2 separate regions of the Mus musculus genome follow, and region 1 is linked to region 2. Evidence: chromatin contacts called from public capture Hi-C data. All regions are on one chromosome and are shown on one strand. The core of a region is the stretch at or near the end of the contact, and the rest is flanking DNA. Distances in the headings are between cores, read along the strand shown. Region 1 overlaps Hk1 (hexokinase 1). Region 2 overlaps Gm51765 (a long non-coding RNA gene).

Region 1 (5,666 bases), core at 2,278-4,777, 450 kb after region 2:
CCAGATGCCTCTGGCTGAAGTCTCCCTCACCTCTACAATAAAGCCTTCTCAGCAACCAGGCAACCACTTCTGACACTGTAACAAGACCTGCAGGGATATGAGTGAGCTTTCCCTCCATTCAAGGGAATGGCTCCCCACCCTCCCCTACCACTGGATTGTTTCTGGTTTCTCTGTTCCCTTCTACCCAAAGTACAAACAAGGAGGAAAAAAAGGAGCCCTGGAAATAGAAGACACAAAGAAAGCCAATATATGTAAACTGTATTCCCTGGCCATAAGAATTTTAAACAAAGAGGTCGGTTGATGGAGGCAAGAAAAAGCTGGCTGAATCCTGGCACCAGCTCCCCTCATAGGGCAGGAAGGTGAGGCCTGGCCTCTAAGAGAATATGCCCAGTCACGCTGGGTTTGCAGGTCTCACCTACGCCCATCCACAGGCAAAAGGCTGGGCTGGGCAAGGCTCGGTGGTGAATGCTTTGCCAAAAGGAAGAAAGGTATAAAATCTCTGGGGCAGAAGCCAAATACCTTTCAGATAGATGTGCTTCCTGATTTTCTATTTCAACAGTTGTTTCAAGTAGCTTAATAACAAATACAAAGGCTTTCCCCAGTACAGAGGGCAGCCTGTGTGAGTAGCATCCTGATCTTCAGATGCTGGAAATGATCTTGAGGCGGCAGTGACATTTCAAGATGTCCTATAAGTGCTTGCAGGTATTAGTGACTGAGAAAGTGTTTGGGGAGTGCAGTGGTTAACGTGAACTGTCAACCTGACACAACTTAGAATCACCCTGGGAAGAGAGTCTCAATGAGGGACTGTCTGCATTGGGTGGAAAGAGCATCTTATGTGAATTGAAGACCCAGCCCACTGTGGGCAGCACCATCCCCTAGGCAAGGGTCCTAACTGGGTAAGAGGGGGGAAAAATCAAGTTGAGCATAAGTGAATCTGTACATTCATTTCTTTCTACTCTATAATGTGACTAGTTGTCTCAAGTTCTTGCCTATTTGTAACCTGGAACCGGCAGCCAGAATAAACCCTTTCTCCCCTAGGTTGCTTCTGTTAGGCTATTTTATTATATCAGCAGGTGGAGGTGAGGACCAACATCCAACATCCATGGTTGCTCTTGGACCTCCATAGGCACTGTGTGGCACACACACATACAGTTTAATCCTCTTGAGGTGTAGACCTCACAAGACGACAACCTACAGGGTTGGGGTCACTTAGACAGTGGCTACAGACGATGAATGGTCCCCAGGAGCACAGTGGCCCTTCCAAGTTAAACATGGTCAGGAGTGGAGATGGTCTCTACTTCCTTTTTAGCCCTTGAGTTTGCAGCTCTGAGGCTCTTGCGCATGGTCTGGTTCCAGGCACCCCACTCCATCTACCCAGGACACATGAGCTTTTTTTTGTGCCTCATTCCTAGAGAGCTTCCTGACTGACGGTCCAATCCTAACGGATTTGTAGCATGCTGGGGTGTAGCCTGCCTTTATACAGAATTCTAGAGGAGGTAAAAATGGTACCCAAGATCAACCATTCCCCCACTAAAGACTGAGCTGTTGGGTTTGTACCACAGAGGGAACGCCAACATCCCCTTCCTGGAGAAGAGACCCTTTTACGGTACTTACCCACGATGAGTCCAATCTCACAAGAAGGTTCTTCATAAGCACAAGTCATCATGGTGCCCACGGTGTCGTTGACCACAGCCACCACATCCAGGTCAAATTCCTTTGAAAAGAAGGGGACAGGGATGTAGGGAAGGGTCAGCTGGGCCTGGCTTGAATCCGGCTAGTCCAGGCTGTGGACTGGACACTTCTGGGAAGCAGGGTTGGTTTCCTGACTGAGTTCGATAACTTGACACAGAGTAGCAATACTGTCTATAAGTCTATTCCAGCCAACAGGGCCATCCATGCCCGACGGTGCTTGCACTCTGAAATGCCTGGCAGTTCCCGGCTGTATGGGCCCTCAGGAACTTTCCATTGTTCCATCCCTATGAGTCATGATTTTACCTCTCTTTGGGTGTACCATCCTTTTCACATGTGCACACACACACACACACACACACACACACACACACACAGCACATGTGTGTAGGTCAAATGATAAACCACAGGAAAGGATTCTCTCACTCCACCACATGGGTCCTAGAAACTAAACTCAGGCCCTCGGGCTTGGTGGCAGGCTGTCAAGCCAGCTCACCAGCCCATATTACCATCCCTTAATGATACAAAACTGACAAATGTCACTTGACCGCCTGGCAGTGACTGGGGCGGGCGTGGGGACAGGGACACTTCCAAATCGCATGCTCCTGTGGTGTTCCAATTCTTCACAAAAAAAGCAAGCTTAATTTTTGTACCCTCCCCCGCCCCACGCAAGGCAAAAATTATCTTAAAAGGATTAAGTTACCTCTCTCCTTTTTACAGCATCCCTCAGTAAAGTGGCTACATCGTGACCCACACAGTCGGTGGCTTTGAATCCCTTTGTCCACGTGATCAAGATTCCCTAAAACAGGAAAGGCACCCAAAGAGTTTAGGTGAGTAACCTTCAGGTCACTTTTCAGTCAGGAGAATGTGACACCCTACCTCCCGGGCAATAACCACAGAGGCTGTAAAGCAAGAGTGGAATCCTGTGGGCTGGCCCCTCCCACCATCTTCACAGACATCTGCTTTCTAAACCCACTTCACAGATGGAGAAATGGAGGCACATAAGGTTGGCTTATTTAAAGGAATGCAAAAATTCAGTAACAGTGTTACTTTATAGGCCGACTTTAGGCTTCACAGGTCTGAAGTTATACACTGCTGGGGGAAAATGCCACAAGTGTGCGTGTGCATCTGTTTCATACCTGGAATCTCAGCACTTGAGAGACTGAAGCAAGAAATCATCTGTTAGTTCAAGACCAGCCTGGGGTACTTAAGTTAAGTTTTAGGCTAGCCTGAGCTATATAATGAGATCTTATAAAAAAAAAATCAGACCTGCAATAAACAAGAGTTTAGGAGCAGAGATGTAGCTCAGTTGGTAGAGGGTTTGCCCAGAGAACACAGAGCCCTGGCTTTGATCTCCAGCACTGCACAAATCAGGTGTGATAGTAGGCACTCAGAATCCCAACCCATGGGAGGAAGAGGCAGGAGGATTAGAAATGATGGGCCATCCTTGGCCACACAAGGAATCTGTGTGACAGATTCCCAGCCTGGGCAACATAAGCCCCAGCCTTTAAAAAAATGTTTAGAGAGAGTCAACTGATGTTAGATGTATGTGTCTGTGTGCCGTGTCTATGTGTCCATGTATATGTGTGTGTGTGTGCGTGTGTGTGTGTGTGTGTGTGTGTGTGTGCATGCACTTCCCTCCTTTTGATGTTGCTTGTCTGGAATTATTCAATCCCTGTTTTCATGGCTGTAGACAACCTCCTTAGGTTGGAGCTTTTCTGTTGACACCACCTTACTTAGCTCTCCCGGGGCTGCCAATCAGCCCTTAAACCATCCCCTCGGGCCCCTCCCTGGCCGTGTCTCCACTTGCGCCATGCAGGGCTGCCTGCAGATCTTCCAGACAGGCTGGCTCCTCCCTCAGTGACTCAGCATCACCTTCTCGCTCTCTGCACACAGTATGCCCACCCAGGCCTGGCCCTTCCCGCACAGTGGCAGAGTGCTGGTACGTGCCTCTGACTCTGGCACTGCCATAGGAAACCCCTAAGGACAGAGATTGTAAATGGATGGAAAAAAAAAGAAACAAGAAATAAGAGGAGAAGGATATATGCCTACTCCGAAAGTGTGGAGACGATTTTTATAGTAGACACAGGGAGAAAGCAGGCAGAGGAAGGAGCCCAGGCTAAACATGGCAAGTTGACTTAGGCAGGACCAAGAAAAGAGACAGGGAGGGAGAGCAAGAGAGGAGTCACCATCCAAAAAAGGAGCCTAGTATAACCAAAAGGACTGAGAAATATAGAAATCAGGGCGAGGGGGGGTGGGGAGCAGAAGCCCAGCCCCCAGGAGGTTCAGGGTAGGGGTTGGAAGAAAAGTGTGGGAGGAGCCACAGCTACAGAGTGAGACTTGTCCTGTGTTGAACCCTAACAGAAACCTTCCACCTGTACCCACACCTTAGTTCCAGCAGTGGGGGAGAGCCACGCCCATCTGGGACCCTTTTCATCCCATAGATTGAGCAAGCATTTACTACAGGTCTGTTCTAACAGGGCACTGCCCCAGGGCCTATAGGCATCCAGCACCTTGCTGTACTAGCAGCCACAAGGAAAGCTGCCAAGGGCTTGAGGATGTAGCTAGCTGGCAGAGTGCTTGCCTAGCATGGGCAAAGCTTTAGGTGCCACTCCCCAGTACACAAAAACCCCCGGTGTGGAGGAGGACGCAGTGGTGTCAGAAGAGAAGGCTGTGGCTACAGAGCAAGTTGGAAGGTGGCCTGGGATAAGGGAGTGGAGGGAAAATGGGGTTGAGGAGGAACGAAAGAAGCAAAGACCTGGCGAGCTCCTAAGACGCGTGCAAAGCTCTATACTGAAAGTTATTCTTTGTGCCCGGAGGCCCCAGGGGTTCTCAAAAGTCATGGCTCCAGTGTTTTTGTTTGTTTCGGCTTCTTGAGACAGAGTTTCTCTGTGTAGCCCTGGCTGTCCTAGAACTCACTCTGTAGGCCAGGCTGGCTTCAAACTCAGAAATCAGCCTGCCTCTGCCTCCCAAGTGCTGGGATTAAAGGTGTGCACTGCCGCTGCCACCTAGCAAACAACGGCTCAAGAGTACAGGTCTTAGGGACATTCTGGAGAGAGGGACCCATGAGACATGTAAGGCTGTCCCAGACATCCAGGGATACCCGCGAGGTCGAAGGAAACCCTAGCCAAAGGAACTCAACACTGTCAGGTCCACAGGAAAGACACTCACGCAATCTAGGCTCGTCTGCTTGCAGGGAAACGAGAAGGTGAAGCCCAGAGGCATCCGGGGGCCTTTGATCCCCATGTAGTCCAGGAAGTCGGAGATGCAGGAGACAATGTGATCAAACAGCTGGAAGAGAAAAGGGATGGACTAGCCGGGCTCTCTTTGGTTTCACAATTTTAGCATGTACACACACACACACACACACACAAACACACACACACACACACACACACACACACACACATAAACAGTTTTCTTTAGGAACTCCCCAGTCACTGGAGTATCACGGGCTCAAAGGGTCTGATGCTTTAGGGGCACAGCTACAATGTTATGTGGCAGACACGGGTTATCTCATGACCACCAGTGCCATCATTGGCCAGGTGTGGGATTCACCCTGCACAGGCCTGCATGCGCCGGGCCCACCTTACCTCATCCCCGGTGCCCTGCATGATTTCCAGGGGAATGGAGTAGATCTTGTTGTGCATCTCCACTGTTCTCTTTTTCCCACTACGGATCTTTACCAGTAGGACTCGGAAATTCGTTCCTCCGAGATCCAAGGCCAGGAAGTCACCATGCTCTGTCACCGGGAAGAACACAGAGAAAAAGCCTCAAACGGCTGCGTGCATCTTAGTGGCCAGTAACCCCCCAGACCGGCCCCCTCCGGCATTACGGAGATGACTGTAAATGAATGGTTCCTGTGGTATACAGCACGGTCTAGGCTCTGAGTCACAAGCTGGGCTGGCATCAGAATGGTGGCCCCAGAAGGGAACCACTAGGCACAATGAACTTCACTGTCACTTAAAAGCCTGACA
Region 2 (5,404 bases), core at 851-3,350:
AGAAGCGCAGGAGTCCAGTTGCAGCGCAGAGCCTTGCCTTTACTGCCTCCTCTGGAGTCTAGTCTGATTCCGGGAGGCTCCCACTTGCCCCTGTTGCTGATTGAGGTGGTGATAACGTTTCCTCTTGGTATTTCTAGGCCTCTCCCAAACGCCTTTGGCTAGTATACTTAGTCCCTGATCTTCCCACATCTTTCTGGAGCAATGGTTCTCAACCTTCCTGAGGTTGTGACCCTTTATTAGAGTTCCTCATGTGGTAGTGACTCCTTCCACCCCCAACCGTAACATTATTTTGTTGCTACTTCGTAACTGCAGTTTTGCTACTGTTAGGAATCGTCTGTGTGGATATCAGATATGCGGATCTGACCTGCAACTCTCAGAATGGTTGAGACCCATAGGTTGAGAACCACTGCTCTGGAGGATTTCACCTTTGACATTTGGGACACTGATGACATCGGTGTGGTTGGAGTCACCCCCCCCTCCCCCACGACTTCACCTGCGGGGGCAGGGGGTTTCAGTGTTCTCTCTCTCTCTCTCTCTCTCTTGACAGTGTTGGGGGTTGAACCCAGGGACTTGGGTGGGCTAGGCAAGAGCTACTCAACCCAAATATGGTTAATTGTTTTTCTTCCTTCTTTTCTTTCAGAAGACCTCTCTAACTTAAAAGAGTGGTACACGTCTCTGGGCAGCATGCCAAGGTCATATTTCAAAGACCAAGTTAATTTTCATGGTGAGTTGGTTTTTTTTCTTTCCATTTGGAACATTCCAGTCGCACTGAACTTTGATTCCTGTACTTTGTAAAACTGAGGGTTGGAACAGGGTCGGGGTCGAAGACACAAGCCTCTGTTCTCTGGGAAGGCCTTAGACTCCTGCGGCACTTCTACGGCTGGGGGCTGGGGAGAGACCACCCAGCAGGCTCTGCTGTGTGGCAGGCCATAGGGTTTTAATCCGTGAAGAAGAGAAGGAGCGGGGGTATTTTAAACAGGCAAGGATTTGTATTAGCTGGGGACACAGTGTCCCCTGCACTTGTGGAGTGCTGACCCTGGCCACCTGGGGGTGTTTTCCCTCTCTGGCCATTTAACCTGAAACTTACTGAACAGAAGAAAGGGAAATGCCTGTCTCTGACCCAGAACATTCAGTTCTGGCCAACTGAACCACTGATAACCGGAAATCAAGTCAGAAACGGAAAGGGAAAACCCAGCAGAGAGCCCAGGTTTTTGAAACAGCGCCTGGTAGCGGGGAGGAGCGTCTGAAGCCTTGAAAAGGGCCAGGCCCAGAAGTCCGCATCTATTAGCAAAGCGCTTTCCCCGTGTCAGCACAAAAATGAACAGACTTTCTGTGTATCCCAGGGGATTACAAGAAAAGTGAAAAGAGTGCACAGGCGGGGGCAGAGAAATCAAAATGAAGAATATAATAAAACCACACCGAAGAGGATCAGAATAAAACAAAATAAAGGAAAGAAACAGAACTGAAGACATCAGGACAGGAGGAAAGGTGCTGGCAGGTGGGAAGCTGGCAGTAAGCAGAGCGACAGACGTACACTGGGTACGGGCAGTCAAAATCCCAGCTCACCAAGTCCTGGAGAAACAACAGAAAGTCAATTCATAGTTAGGTACACCAACGAAGCCGGTTTAAATACTGTACCAAATGCACCAAATAGGGAAACAAACGTTTCAACGGGAAGGTCCAGAGAGAAGCTGCGGAGTGACCGGATGCTTCAATAGCAGCTGGAAGGACGCGCCCATGGCGCTGGGTGGTGGGTGCGCAGTTTACAGGGGGGTTATTGGAAACCATCAGTTTTCTCTAGAAGCTGTTTGCCTGGTGGGATGGCATTTCCGCTATCTCCCTGAATTAGGCGGTGGGGCACCTCGTCTTTCTTAGAACTCAAGCTCTTAGACACATGGAATTACGAAATGTCTTTTTCCAGTGGTAGCTAGAGGCGACTTTGTGCCTGGTGAGCTCTAGTCCAGTCACGCGGGCTTGTAGACCCGAGTTGGTGGAGAAAAGCCACGGTGAGAGACACAGGACCTCAGCCTGGGAGGGCCCACAGTTTCAGTATCACAAGGGTGTGTTTGAGCCCGGGGCCATTGGATGCTAACAAAAGCCAGCGGGCTCTAAGTTACCAGCCAGCAGCTTTTGTAGTCAGTATTGCTCCTGGGCAAGGGCTCAGGTGACACCTGCTTCATAACCCGGTCTGAATCCAGCCATATTCCCAGAGATGTCACCCATGGATAGACCCACAGGGACCGATGCCAACACGTCTGCTTGGCCCAGAAAGCACAAATGAGTATGTCAACAACTTCATCAAATCGCTGATAGACCATTTTCACTGTAGAGCGCATGCGTTGACGTTGAGCACTAACCGCGGTGAAGCCAGGGACTGCAGAATCCCAGTAGTTCATGAGAAACACCGGGAACGTAGGGGGACTCGACGGCCAAAGGGCTTGCTTGCTTGTTTTTGGCCAAGTCGTAAACCAAAGAGCTGGTTTTAAAGTAAAAGAATCATTATTCCTTTGGTCTTCTCTATTAGAGATGCAGTCCCAGATCCCAGCAGCCCATACACCGGAGGGAAACTAGGTGCATTCCCAAAGAAAAACAAAGACACATCTGGAAGCATTCTGTGAGGCTTTTCCAGCATGGGGGATACTCAATCGGCCTTTGTTCACAGTCCTCCATCATGCTTTGGTGGGCAAGCGGGTGACCATCAGCGCTGGCCTGAGCGGAGTTAGGCTTTAAATCTGAAGGCCCGCGTGATTGCGAGGTTATGAAGAGCAAAACTTGCAGATACAAGGACAAATATGAAGGAAATCAAAGAAAAGTTCCTGAATCTTACATCCGGTGCTCCTTTTTCATTTAAGCTCTGAAGTTGGCCACTCTTCTTTATGGAGATAGTGTCACAGACCTGGAGTCTGTTTCGGGGACAACTAAATTAAAAACCAACAGGAAGATTCCTGGCTCTGCTTTTAATCACGAGGCCAAAACAATGACAAGGTGGAGCGCCTCTTCCCTAATCACAATAGATCAGACTTAGAATGGAGACCCAAGGGAAAGCAAACACAAGTATTAGGTTTCTCTCTGGTGGGAACAGAGAACAATAGAGCTGGGGGGGGGGGGTCAAGGTCAAGACAACTTTCAGTGTATCTTCTTCCTCTGAAGTGGAACCTTGCAGAGCTGCGGGGGTGGGTGGGTGGTTGGGGAGGAGAATGGGGGTAGAGGCCCAAAGTGATGGGGATGGAGGCAGGAGATAGGGCCAAGTGATCTGGGAGGGGTGGGGGTGGAGGGTGGGGGAGAGAATTGGAAAATGAAAAGGCGGTGGGGGGATGGTGGTGGAGAGTGCTAGGATGAGACAAGAAACCACCAGGGGCTGATGGGAGCAGGGGCAGAGGTAGAGAGAGCAAGGGTGAAGGGACCATCTGAACTGCGGGCCTGGGGGGCCATTTTCTTTGGAGAGTGTCATATCCGGGACAGGACTGCTGAGGGTTTTTGAAACCAGTTGGTGAAGACCCAGAACAGCACAGGAAGGTACAAACCCTCCCAGCTCTCTGACTATCCATTTCCTCCAAACAAGAAGCAAGCCACAGAGCTCTCTGCATGGATGTCAAAGCCAACTGTGGTGTCCAGGTACCTGTCAGCCAGGAGGGGTTCTGGGTGTTGGCAAGTGAACTCTTTTTGTGGTAAAGCACTTTGGGGTGGGGTGGGGTTTCCACACAGTTCTGCAGGCACCAGCTGTGCAGGCTCTGGGATGCCATCGATGAAGAGGTGCAAGTGGCCTCCAAGGTAAGGTTTAGCGGATGAAAACGGAAGATCAGAGGAGAAACCATTCAAAGCACAAATGAAAAGATTATTTTGCTTGAGTGTCCACACAGACATCACAGACAGACACACAGAAGGTGCCAGGAAACTGGATTCAAGCAAATGGCCTTTTCATTGACACAAGAGACCTGCAGCGTGGGCGGGTCCACAAGAAAAACAAAAATCACAAATAACTTCATCAGGGTCCAACCTACAGCGTCTTGGACAGCTTGGCACCATTCTGAAAATTAATTTCTGGTGTTTAGAAAATATAACCAACCCTTATTCATCGAAATGCAGTGCAAGACATGGGGGGTGGAACCTGACCTACAGACACTCTGGGATGGTTTTTTTTCAGGCTTAAGACATGAGGGTGCCCATACGGAGAATGTCCCCAGATGTATAAGGAGGACACAGATGGGCAGCTGAAAGGAGGAAGGATGCTGGGGCGCAGGAACCAGCATTCCCGTTCTCACCACGAAACAGCCTGGGGGTGGGGGTGGGTGAGGGTGGCTTTGGGGTAGCCAGGGAAAGAGAAAAACCTTATTTAACTGGGTAACTAGAATTTTAAAGCAAGAGGTATTATTTTTGTAAGTTGTTTGCTTTTCTCTTTCAAGAAAAGGAACCCTATGGACGTTTTTGGAATTTGATTTTAGAAAGCAACTTCCCGGGCTGGGGAGCGGGTTACTTAGCATCCAAGTGACTCCTCCCTCGTGCTTCTTTGCACGCGTGAGGAAAACCCCTTTTGAGTCCAGTTTCACCAGGAAATTTAATGACCCTTCCTTGAAGATTAACCAACACCCCCCCCTGTTTTTTTTTTTCTTCTTCTTCTTTTAAACACGAATATCTACTGCCCATCCCTGTCCCTACCCCCCTGTACGGCTCTTTCCATCTTCCAAATTTTTTTCCAGAGCTAGTCGTTTGTCACTTGAAGACAGGTAGCAAGTGAGATGTTGAAGTTGGTACTCAGACTCTAAGGCTCTTGGCCAGTGTCCCCTAGATAGCAAGCTGTGGCCAGGGCAAATACAGAGACATCAGGAGTGTGTGTGTGTGTGTGTGGGGGGGGTGTTTGGGAAACACATTTTCATTGGCTGTATCTTACGAGGCGCAATTCTCATTGGCTACACCTTAGGGCGGGGGCACATTCTCATTGGCTGGAGGAGTTTCGGGACGCTTACTTTGGCAAACGCAAACTGTTTTGCCTCCGCAAAAACAGTCTTTGGAATGAATGGAATGCAAGTAAAATGTCTCCTTTAAAATGGTTTCACAGTCTTTTTCACAGGGAGCCGTGGGACCCAGCAGAAAAGGTGATCAAGACGATGTTTATCTTCTTCCACTGGTGCTGATGCTGAGCCAGGTCTGATGGCAGGTGGTGGAGACTATCCAACTATGTACAAATGTCTAGGATCCCGCAAGCCATCCATAACCCTCAAGCCCATTTGCAAATGATATTGGAGGCATTCACTTCTCACATGCCCTGGGAATGGCGGGAGGGCTGGATAGCCGGTATTCTGGCCTTGGCAATCCTAGCATACCCACTAAGCCCCATGTCATGTCTAGATCCACTACGTGGAACCTTTGCCACGCCCAGTTGCACGCATGTGCCCTTGACCCCCAA

What was found. Capture Hi-C pulls out chosen DNA fragments and counts their contacts.
Region 1: a contact with region 2 is called in a capture Hi-C map of embryonic stem cells, with 2.2 times the contacts expected there. The contact joins two enhancer-like sites. A contact is called at or near these places in 1 of 115 datasets of contacts at active chromatin or transcription factors (embryonic stem cells) and 1 of 9 other capture datasets (embryonic stem cells).

The regions. Positions count from the first base shown.
Region 1 is chr10:62,279,419-62,285,084 of GRCm38.p6, forward strand. It overlaps Hk1 (hexokinase 1), which reads right to left. Exons shown (of 18, transcript NM_001146100.1): 11 at 5,283-5,431; 12 at 4,861-4,980; 13 at 2,393-2,488; 14 at 1,615-1,714. Among named protein-coding and RNA genes, the nearest start is that of Tacr2, 30 kb to the left of the region's middle. Within about 2 kb of position 3,528, at least 34 of the 459 cell types and tissues checked have an H3K27ac peak or open chromatin away from gene starts, as enhancers often do. A contact at or near this core is called in embryonic stem cells, where this site is marked.
Region 2 is chr10:61,826,096-61,831,499 of GRCm38.p6, forward strand. It overlaps Gm51765 (a long non-coding RNA gene), which reads left to right. Exons shown (of 3, transcript XR_003948879.1): 2 at 641-724; 3 at 5,069-5,404. Among named protein-coding and RNA genes, the nearest start is that of Gm40674, 16 kb to the right of the region's middle. Within about 2 kb of position 2,101, at least 19 of the 459 cell types and tissues checked have an H3K27ac peak or open chromatin away from gene starts, as enhancers often do. A contact at or near this core is called in embryonic stem cells, where this site is marked.